2 separate regions of the Macaca mulatta genome follow, and region 2 is linked to region 1. The links are chromatin contacts, called in public Hi-C maps. All regions are on one chromosome and are shown on one strand. Each heading gives the region's core, a stretch centred on a gene start, on an enhancer-like site or on the middle of the called end of the contact. The rest is flanking DNA. Distances are from core to core; before and after follow the strand shown. Region 1 has its middle 180 kb from the start of TRNAG-GCC. Region 2 has its middle 330 kb from the start of USP25.

What was found. A called contact is a pair of places that touch in the nucleus more often than the background predicts.
Region 2: a Hi-C map of fetal cortex germinal zone shows a contact between it and region 1, with 2.7 times the contacts expected there. The contact joins two enhancer-like sites. A contact is called at or near these places in 2 of 14 Hi-C or Micro-C datasets (fetal cortex germinal zone and fetal cortical plate).

What each region holds. Positions count from the first base shown.
Region 1 is chr3:30,464,188-30,469,438 of T2T-MMU8v2.0, reverse strand. No RefSeq gene overlaps it. Among named protein-coding and RNA genes, the nearest start is that of TRNAG-GCC, 180 kb to the right of the region's middle. Within about 2 kb of position 1,963, at least 8 of the 40 cell types and tissues checked have an H3K27ac peak or open chromatin away from gene starts, as enhancers often do. A contact at or near this core is called in fetal cortex germinal zone and fetal cortical plate, where this site is marked.
Region 2 is chr3:31,647,831-31,653,081 of T2T-MMU8v2.0, reverse strand. No RefSeq gene overlaps it. Among named protein-coding and RNA genes, the nearest start is that of USP25, 330 kb to the left of the region's middle. Within about 2 kb of position 2,346, at least 19 of the 40 cell types and tissues checked have an H3K27ac peak or open chromatin away from gene starts, as enhancers often do. A contact at or near this core is called in fetal cortex germinal zone and fetal cortical plate, where this site is marked.

The sequences.
Region 1 (5,251 bases), core at 714-3,213:
TAAATACCTTCCTGCATGATTACATTTTTCTCGTATTAGCTTTTAGCTGTGTGTGATATTCAACATTGATTCCTCTTTGTCTTTAGAAAGTACTTTTTAAAAATCTGAAGTTTAAACATAGGGTATAAAATTTCTATTTGTTTTATAGTTCTATAACGTCAAATAATAATCTCTCTAAACTTGTATTTTGAAATACAAAATACTTCCTTCTTCCTCTAAATCAACAAAATGGGTTTAATTAATCTTATGCTGTTATTTAAGGTTTTAGGAAATAATAATTAATCACCATTCTTTAGCAGACAAAAAATTATGGCTACAACAGTTACAATAAATTAACTCAAATGATCTCACAAATGAAAAAATTTTCCTGGTTAGGAGTGTAAAAACTTTACTGTCCTAAATTGTCTCCTAATTACACGATGCTACTTAAACAACATATCTCAGTAAAAGTACAGATGTCATTTAACATTTGTCAACTCACTGATTTAATAACCACATGAAAAGGCAATAGAATTATAAAACATGTCATTTTTCCAATACTCTAATGAAATTTTTCATGTATATGAAAATTCACTTACTTGATTATGCATTTTAATTACTATTATTTTGAAAATATATCAAAACAAAAGGAGTTGTATCATAGCCAAAAAGATTTTTTAAATGTAAAATTTGGTCTAAGTAAGATAATGTTTTATAATAACATAAACTATGAAACTACAACTACATATACGAAAACATATTGATTTTGGTAAAAACTTTTCAGATTAATCCAAAAAATTTTTCATTTCTAAAACAATCTATACCTAGTTACTTATCAACTAATTTCCAGTTGTTCAACTGACTATGAACTACTTTTTGTTTACAAAAATAAATTATGGTAACAATTTAAGTACTGTCATATTTGAGGCTTTTAAGGTTAATGTAAATTTAGTGCTGACATTTTAAAAATTACTATTAAGATGGCCATTGATTACAATGATTAGTGAATATAATCAAAATCATGAAACCAAATTATTTAAGTCAACAAGCCGCTGAAGTAATCATATTCATTTAGAGGTGAGAAAGTGCAAGTTGTCTTTTTAACTGAAACCACAGTAAAATCAAGAAAAAAAGAAACTCCCATTCACATTCTAAGTAAAATTATGTAACCAAAAAAAGCTATTTGCATATATAAAAATGCATTCAAACTAAGGTGGATGTGTGCATAGAAATCCCTATGAAGAACCCAGATTTTGTTTATGGGAAAAGTTGGCACATACTCCTGGCAAATCTTCCAGAGTCTATCATTAAATTACCAGCTATTGAGAAGGCTTTTAGCAAGATAGCTAAATTTCTAGTTGATAACTTTAAGACTTGTTTAAAAAAATAATTCCAGTACTGCAAATAAAAAGAATTAATTTTTCTTTCTACAGACTAAAAGGTTTTGTTATACTTCCAAATCTGTGCCACCTTCTGCCTGACACACTATTTAGAGCTGCTCTTTTGTGTTAGTTGTTTTTCAAACTTCACTGGATGATCTCGGAACCTCTAGGGATTTAAATCATCACGAACAAATGACAGAGTCAGACTGATGTACTATTAAAACAAAAGATAACTTACATTTGTAACACTAGTTATAAATAATAATAGGACATTAGAGAGTTTTATTAGAAGAAAAATTGCCTGAAAAACTTCCTCCTATTAGGTTAACCTTCTAGAATTTCTCAAACAAACCGAATTATTTCTGCAAAATCAAAGTCAATACCTGCGTCTGTTTATAAAATCAACATTTCACAATGCAACTATTTTTTTCTTTTCATTTAACATTTTTAAATGATCTCTTGTCTTCTTTTGTGTTTTAGCTGAGTTTGTGTGCGGCACACATTGTTGCTTCAGCTTAAAAACCCCCTGTGTGGTAAGGGCTTGGGCAGCCCTGGGGAAGGCAATGAACATGGTGAAATTCAGTACAGTGTGGTAAGACAAGGAGAGCATGAATAATATTTGGAGATCTAGCACACCTTAGTGGAAACAATCATTATTACAACTGCTTTGAAGACATTTGAATTTTAAATTCCATTGTTTGTGAAATTCTATCTCGGCTAAATAGAGGGACTTTTGTTCAGGCTTTTGTTTTCTTTAGCATAATGTGTTTCTTTCCCAAACTCCCCACAGATAAGAAGATAAAATTGATCATGAATTTCTAAAAGTAGAAATCATAATTTTTTTGGGAATTAGCATAAAATTATTGTACAACCCTCCATGGGCTATCAAATTGGGAGCAATCCAATTTTCTTCGGCATCATGGTCACATACAAAGTGTCAGATCCTTCTTGTTAAATGACTATTGTGTATTTAATTTACAATAGCTTCTCAGGTCTGCTCTTAGGATGTTTGAAAGACTTTTGGTTTAAATAGGTTGTATATGTTCTGCTGTTAATGGCTGACCCTCTTTACTTCATATTACTAAAATGTAATCAAGAAAAAGAGAGTAGAAAATACATCACAAATATTCAGTCTACTCTCTGACAATTTCAAGAGCTTTCAATTTTATCTCCTGTTCCATTATCTTCAATTATAGAGTTTGGAGAGGGAAAGAATTCAAAATAAATACAGAACATTCATTCCAATACATGAAGAAAATTAGCCCTGTTCATGTACACTTTAGAATACAGATATGTTTCTAAAAATCAGAATATAGTATTTATGGAGCCATTAGTAAAACACACTTGATTATCTAAGCATCTCAACTGCGTGATGCTTGATCAAAAACTAGGTAGAAAATCATGTCTACCAACAATTAAATATTTCTGAAGAGGGGACTTCCAAAATGGTAGAATAAGAAGCTCAACAGATACTTTCCCTAAAAAATGACAGCAAAGCTGAAGAAAATGGTCAAAAACAACTATTCGAAGACTCCATAAATTGTCCAAAATCATGCAACAAATTGAGATGTATTTATTCAGGAAAAGCCTCCAGGAAGAATAGTGGGAGTCTGGGGCATTTATATCAGGAGCTGCTCCCTTCCCCCACTACCTTCCAGCTTTGTTAGCATGGTAGATCCATGAAGGTAGGACAAACTGTGAAAAATAGCAGCTTTGCTGTTGGAGGGGGGATCACTCAGTTTGAAATGGAGCATTAAACAACTCTATAGCCAGGGGCATTATTGAAAACAGTTGCAATCTCTGTGGCAAACAAATAGGGAAGGTCAACAACATAGCTCTCCTAAGCTTGAGGTCCTAGCCAGAGCAAGCAACAAAATGGCAAACTAGCTAGAAAATGAAGAAGAAGATTGGGGAATGAGACGACAGTGTTGGGACTTGATAAGTTCCTCTCTGTCTCTGGAAATTTGGAAGGCTGCACAGACGCACATATGTAGAAGAAACCAGAAAGGGCCCTTGCCATCCACTCATCCCTGACTGAACATGAAGACTTGTCAATGCACAGAGGAAATGTGAGAGGTCCTGAAAGAAAGCAAAGTTGAAACTGACTTGTGAACTGCCTGAATTCTGAATATGTTCCCAAACATACAGTCAAGTCAATGCAAAATACTGGGTCAACGTATTTAAGCATATTTTCTGAACAATCATTGACTAACCACTAAGCTATGCTGTCACAAGAGTGACCCCCTAAGATGCTACCCTTAAGAATTCTAAAGATTATTTAAAAAAAAAAAAAACAGTAGAAAATTCAGAGAATGCATTGATGTGTTTCTTTCCCAAACTCCCCACAGAGAAGAAGATAAATTTGATCAAGAATTTCTAAATGTAGAAATCATAATTTTTTTACAATTAGCATAAAATTATTGTACAACCCTCCATGGGCTATCAAATTGGGAGCAATGCAATTTTATTTGCCATCAAAAAATAAAAAAATACTCCACAGTGGAGGTGCCCAAGATGGTCAAATAGGAACAGCTCCAGCCTCCAGCTCCCAGCATGAGCGACACAGAAGCCAGGTAATTTGTGCATTTTCAACTGAGGTACCGGGTTCATCTCACTGGGGCATGTCGCACAGTCGGTGCTGGTCAGCAGGTGCAGCACAACCAGCGAGAGCTGAAGCAGGGTGAGGCATCACCTCACCTGGGAAGCGCAAGGGGGAAGAGAATTCCTTTTCCTAGCCAAGGGAAACTGACACACGCAACACCTGGAAAACCGGGTAACTCTCACCCTAATACTGTGCTTTACCAAGGGTCTTAGCAAACGGCACATCAGGAGATTATATTCCACACCTGGCCTGGAGGGTCCCATGCCCACGTAGCCTCCCTCATTGCTAGCACAGCAGTCTGAGATCTAACTGCAAGGCAGCAGCGAGGCTGGGGGAGGGATGCCCACCATTGCTGAGGCTTAAGTAGGCAAACAAAGCCACCGGGAAGCTTGAATTAGGTGGAGCCCACCACAGCTCAGGGACGCCTGCCTGCCTCTGTAGACTCCACCTCAGGGGACAGGGCATAGCTAAACAAAAAGCAGTAGAAACCTCTGCAGATGTAAATGTCCCTGTCTGACAGCTTTAAAGAGAGCAGTGGTTCTCCCAGCACAGAGGTTGAGATCTGAGAATGGACAGACTGCCTGCTCAAGTGGGTCCCTGACCTCTGAGTAGCCTAACTGGGAGACATCCCCCACTAGGTGCAGAGTGACACCTCACACCTCACAGAGCTGGGTACACCTCTGAGACGAAGCTTCCAAAGCAAGAATCAGACAGGTACACTCGCTGTTCAGCAATATTCTATCTTCTGCAGACTCTGCTGCTGATACCCAGGCAAACAAGGTCTGGAGTGGACCTCAACAAACTCCAACAGACCTGCAGCTGAGGGTCCTGACTGTTAGAAGGAAAACTAACAAACAGGAAGGACACCCACACCAAAACCCCATCAATACATTACCATCATCAAAGACCAAAGGCAGATAAAACCACAAAGATGGGGAAAAAGCAGGGCAGAAAAGCTGGAAATTCAAAAAATCAGAGCGCATCTCCCCCTCCAAAGGAACACAGCTCATCGCCAGCAATGGAACAAAGCTGGATGGAAAATGACTTTGATGAGTTGAGAGAAGGCATCAGTCGATCAAACTTCTCAGAAATAAAGGAGGAACTACATACCCAGTGCAAAGAAACTAAAAACCTTGAAAAAAGGATGGATGAATGGATAACTAGAATAATCAATGCAGAGAAGACCTTAAAAGAACTGATAGAGATGAACACCATGACACAAGAACTACGTGACAAATGCACAAGATTCAGTAACCGACACGATCAACTGGAGAAAGAGTATCAGTGA
Region 2 (5,251 bases), core at 1,097-3,596, 1.2 Mb before region 1:
AAATTTTACATATATTTAAAACCAGGACTACAAAATATAAATGTATAAAAAATGGTTGGGATTCTTTCTCTGTGGAATGAGTATATATTATATACATACAGCCCTATGAGTATAAATAGGTTACTGTTTCTCCTAAAGTGCCTACGTTCATGATGAATTCCGATCCTTATTACAGAATCATGAGCTAGAAATCAAAATACACCAATAGATATAGGTAAACGCTGGTAAAATTCTGACTTAGAAAATAATCAAAGCTTAAAGCTTATCATTTTGATTTGGAGCAAGAAATATGTAAATTATGAAATCATGAGCAGCTTCTGAGCACACCCCCTTTATGTTACCTGCAAAGACCTGAGTCAGAAGCCTGCATTTCAAAATGCTTATTTTTTATTTTTATTTTTTACAGTGTGGATGAATGGCCACGAATAATACAAATTGGCTTTACTTTCCAAGTTTATTATCCTTCAACATTCGTTGGCGGGTTAGCGACATCATTTACTATATAATGAGGTAACCCCCAAATGAAACCTCCAAACATCGTCTCTTTCTGGTCATCATAGGCTGCCATTCTTCCCCTAGAAATTAACACGTCTGTATGCGGGATTGTGCCTTTTCATCCCCTGCTGCAGAGTCAGCGGTCATAAGAGCTTTTGTGTTCATGAATATGTAAATGCAACATGCATAAAATAAAATAAAAAAGCAGACAGTTTCTACCACAGACCGTGCCTAACTCTGCTGAACTAATACACAAAAAGCTAAGATTTAATTTTTCAAGCATTTTGAGTCAATGTTTCAAGGCATGACATAATTATGTAATATGAAAATACATAAATTAGGCATATGCAGATGTGCATGACAGTTAGACTCTAAATAAATCGGCTTGAGCTTGTAGTCATGGCTATAATGATTCGTGCAGATTCACTTACTCCTTCACTCTGATGCCTGGTAATAGGGGGGAAATGCCTTAGGTCTTTAATGACCTTGTATGTAGTGACTAGATTCTACTCCCATACTTCACTCCAATAAATGACGAAGAAATGTTTAAATAATATGTATTATTTGTATATGTATGTACGTGTGTGTATATATATATATTATACACACACACATGCTTTTTTTCTTTTGAAGGGGAAAAGCGATGGCTATATTCCACTGAAGTATTCTGGAGGAAGCTGTGGGAAGAAAATTGGCGGATTTTATTATTGAAATAAGCAAGCATTTCCATGCATATTTTTACGGCATGCATGGCTATGCACCACTCTGTGCAAACAGTGCTATTGCAGCTTGGGCGCGGTAATTAGGTTGATGTAATTATGGTGAAATAAAGGCAGTCGCACTGATAATTTCGCAGTGAATATTAAAGACATATGTGCCTTCCAGTGTACAATAAATGAACCTGAACTGCTGTCAGGGTCTAGGAAGACAGTGTGGCCAATGCACCTATTGTGTCCCGGCTGCAGAAAGGAGCCTGCCGATTGGCCACTGTCTGCAGCACATAGCACTGGCTGGTTATAAAGGACTTGTCTAGGGGAGAGCCTGTAGGTACTCCATTGTCTGGTAAAGTTCATATGACTGCATTCTTTTTTGCAAGGCGGGTGGAGGGAGAGCGGGGAAGGAGGGGGTGTCGGCTCAACTGTAAAAGCTGCACAGATTTTTTTCTTTCTCTCTCTCTGCCTCTCCATAGATCGTTTCTGTTTCATGCCCTGTCTCATTTCGCATAGCTAAAAAAGAATGCTAATTAAGATCCCTTGTCTTAACCTGAAAAATAATGACTCGGCTGTAATTAGAAATCCGGTGAGAGTTTAAAATTCTGGTAGGGGACCAAAAACATCAGTTACGGTGCTTAGGAAGAAAATGAAGAATTATTTTTCTGTAATCAAGGTAAACATGGGAGAGGGGGGTTCCCCCCGTCTTTTTAACCAATTTTAACCAATGGTGTTCTACTGCAGATGAGAAGATACTGTATTTCAAAAACTATTTTAACCATCAAATTGAAGCAACACAAATCAGTAGCAATAGAAGCCTTCTTAATCCTCCTTAGGATGCAATTCAGATGAAAGAACTGCTTTTTTTTTCCTATTTTTCTTTTTGTATGTGTGTTATAGATGGATCTGAGAACGCTGTCTGGGCTTGGTGCCAAGGGCTGGTATTTCACAGCAGCGACCGCCTCACAGACGAGCTGTGGGAAGCAGGAGGGAGACTCTCTCTTAGGGTGCCACTACTATGGAGACACAGCTGGGCTGAACAAGATTTGCTTCAAACGACAACAAGAGAGACAGAAAGTATCTGGTTCAACCGCTGCCCGAGCAGGCAGGCACCAGAAGAGCTAGCAGCCAATCCGGCCATGCTCGAAGCCAGCTCTGCAGCTCAGCCAATCAGTGACATCACTGGTGAGAAACTCATTTACATCATGCAGTAATGAACTTTGTTTAACATAGCCTTCCCCCTTTCCTGTCACCCCCCCTTTCCATATTAGGTCCTTCCATTAATTATTCTGCTGGCATAATTTAAACCGCTATGCAAAAATGTGGCTACATTCTGTCCGATGGCTTTTACCTTTTTTTTTTTTTTTTTACCCCATTGGTGTCTGCCGTCACTGAAAGTGATTCCGGTTACAATTCTATTTTGTTTTGAATTTGCAAAAATTATCTTCTCTTTCTTAAAAAAAAAATTCTTAACAACATCAAACCTCTGTTTATATTGTCTGATCCCTCTTCTTATGAATGAATACATGCTTCTCCAAGTTGGGGTTCAGAATTGTACAAGGTAACAGAGAATAAGGGGTGCATTGCCATGGAAGTTGCAGGTTTTTCAAACAATCTGTGTCTTAGAACATCCTTTAACGTTTCCAGATTTTATGCTGCAGTGGCCATTTTACATACAGTGCTTTATCCAAAAAGCACTTATGTGCATCTGTCACATGGAGGAAAGTTCACTCTTGTTATATTTCATTCTCCACTGCTCTCGGCCAACATTGTCATTTTATTAATGAATAGAACTGAGGTCATTTCTGGACAAATCTCCCCCTTCCCACCCCAGCACAATGCACCTGATTTGCATCCATTTACTAGAAAAACTGAATACAAGAACCAGCTTGAAAAGAAGTTAAGGGACCAGCTTACATATTATTTCAGAATTTATTGCCGTTATACAGTTTGTTTTTTAAAATGTATAATATTTAACATTTGCCTTAGTGTTTCTATAAAAATGCCTGGTCTCCATTCGCAATGTAATGCCTTTAGCAAATTTATGGGATTGTTACATAACCAAAGTAGATCAAATGAAATAATGTTCACAAACGAGTTCATTTGTCTGCAGAAAACCTTTGGAAATACAATTTTGCGTTGCACATTTATATTTAGCTGTCAGGGATAAATTCATTTGTTCTATAGATAACTTAAAGAGGCTGGAACATGTGGCATGTGAAGATTTCAGGTTGCTTTATAAAATCCCAGAGAGCAAAACTGGGTCACACTTCAATGCAATTTCTATTAAGTCATATCTTTATTGCATATTTGCGTTAAAGGCACACTGTTTTCTAGCAGAGAAGGTGAAGTTTCGTTGTCTTTCTTTTAAAAGGATGTTTTGAATATAATTATTCAAAAACATGGAATTTAAAAAATATTGACAAGGGTTTCATAATAGTGCATGATTCGTTTAAGAAGCTTAGAGAGTGCAATGATAGGCATAGTCACTTTTTAAAACATATGAAGGATTTAGATGGGAAACCATGGCCCTTTTAATTCATGAGGCATTCCATCATCCCATCATCAGTATTCAGGGGGCGACTGTCCCGAATCAGTCACGAGCTCCCCTGCTGCAGATCCTGTAATTTGAATCATGTGTAATAATATATTATCCTACTGGGGGCCTTCTTTCAGTAGGAGAATGGTTTATACATTCTGCTATAAGAGAACTTTTGGCTTCTAGCCGACTCACAGCCATTACTCACATAGGCAATCACGATCGTCTTCCTTAAGGAATAACATCTGCACAACCTCCAGAGCCAAAAATCTGCAACCTCCCGCACAGTGTGAATTATGATTTCTTGGAATTGGGATCACTTGACAAACTGAAGTAGAAAAATGGAAGGTTTAAAGGAATGGATCAACATTTTATTGAGTGTGCCATGTGGCGACAGCGCAAATTCCCATTCCTTTGAAATGATGGAGAATGGTGAGGAAAGGAGGCCAAAAATATACCTACATGTGTTCATTTGATTTTTAGACACAGCCGAAATGTAATGTGTTTTATGAAGATGTGGCTGCCTCTGTGTTTTTCTGTGGACATCCTAGCAAGGTCCTGTAAAGGGCGCAGCAACGTGGAGAAATAAACGGGGGGCGAAGGTGACTGTGAAAGCAGAGAAATTGTGTCACCTCGAGAAGGAAGCAATGTAATATCACAGGAACCGTTCTGACCCCGGAGTTAAAAATTATAGTGTGCCTCTGATGCTTTCTCTTGTTATCACCTTGATCAGGTCACTTAATTTCTTTCCATTTTTCTCCTACATTCAAAAATTAAAGACAATGCCAGCATAGAGATTTTCTCTTTGTGTGAAATGCCTTCCCACTTTTTAAGAGTCTAGATCCTTTTTTGCTTCAAGGACCAGGTTAAATGTCTCCTCTTCTGTGAAATCTTTCCGAATCACCATGACCAGAATCTCTCACTTCTCCACCCCTTTTCACCCATTTTATTGCCTGTATGCCAGTCAGTATTGCTGTGGGGCCACATGTGTATATATCTTTGCCAGTAGACTGAAAGCCCCTTGGGGACAGAGACCACATTGAATTCTTCCACCCCCAGCTCTAAGAATAATGAATGATGCTCCTAAGGTTTAAATCCATGTTTTAATTAATGAATTATAAGTACGTTACAGATCGCAGAGGGAGGGTCATACAAATTTCAGGGTTACGATTATTGTTGTCAACTATTACCACTATGTACCAGTTGATGTCAGCTTTACCTCATCAATGTTAAGCCTTTTATTTCACTGGCCCTTCATAATAAAGCTCAGATTAAATGGTCTCTGTATTATTTTTCTTAAATAGCCAGTCGTAAGGAAAATGCAAATCATTTTGTTTATTAAATATAAAATTAAGCCAACTTAGTTGGTGTTTAAAAACTTAAAAATAGGTGAAATTTATGTAGATTCAAGCAACCATGATAAGCAAATTACAGTATCCAGCTCTACTGTTAATGATACGAAAAATTACTTGGAAAAGGTAAGCAATTAACATGGAATGTTGAAATG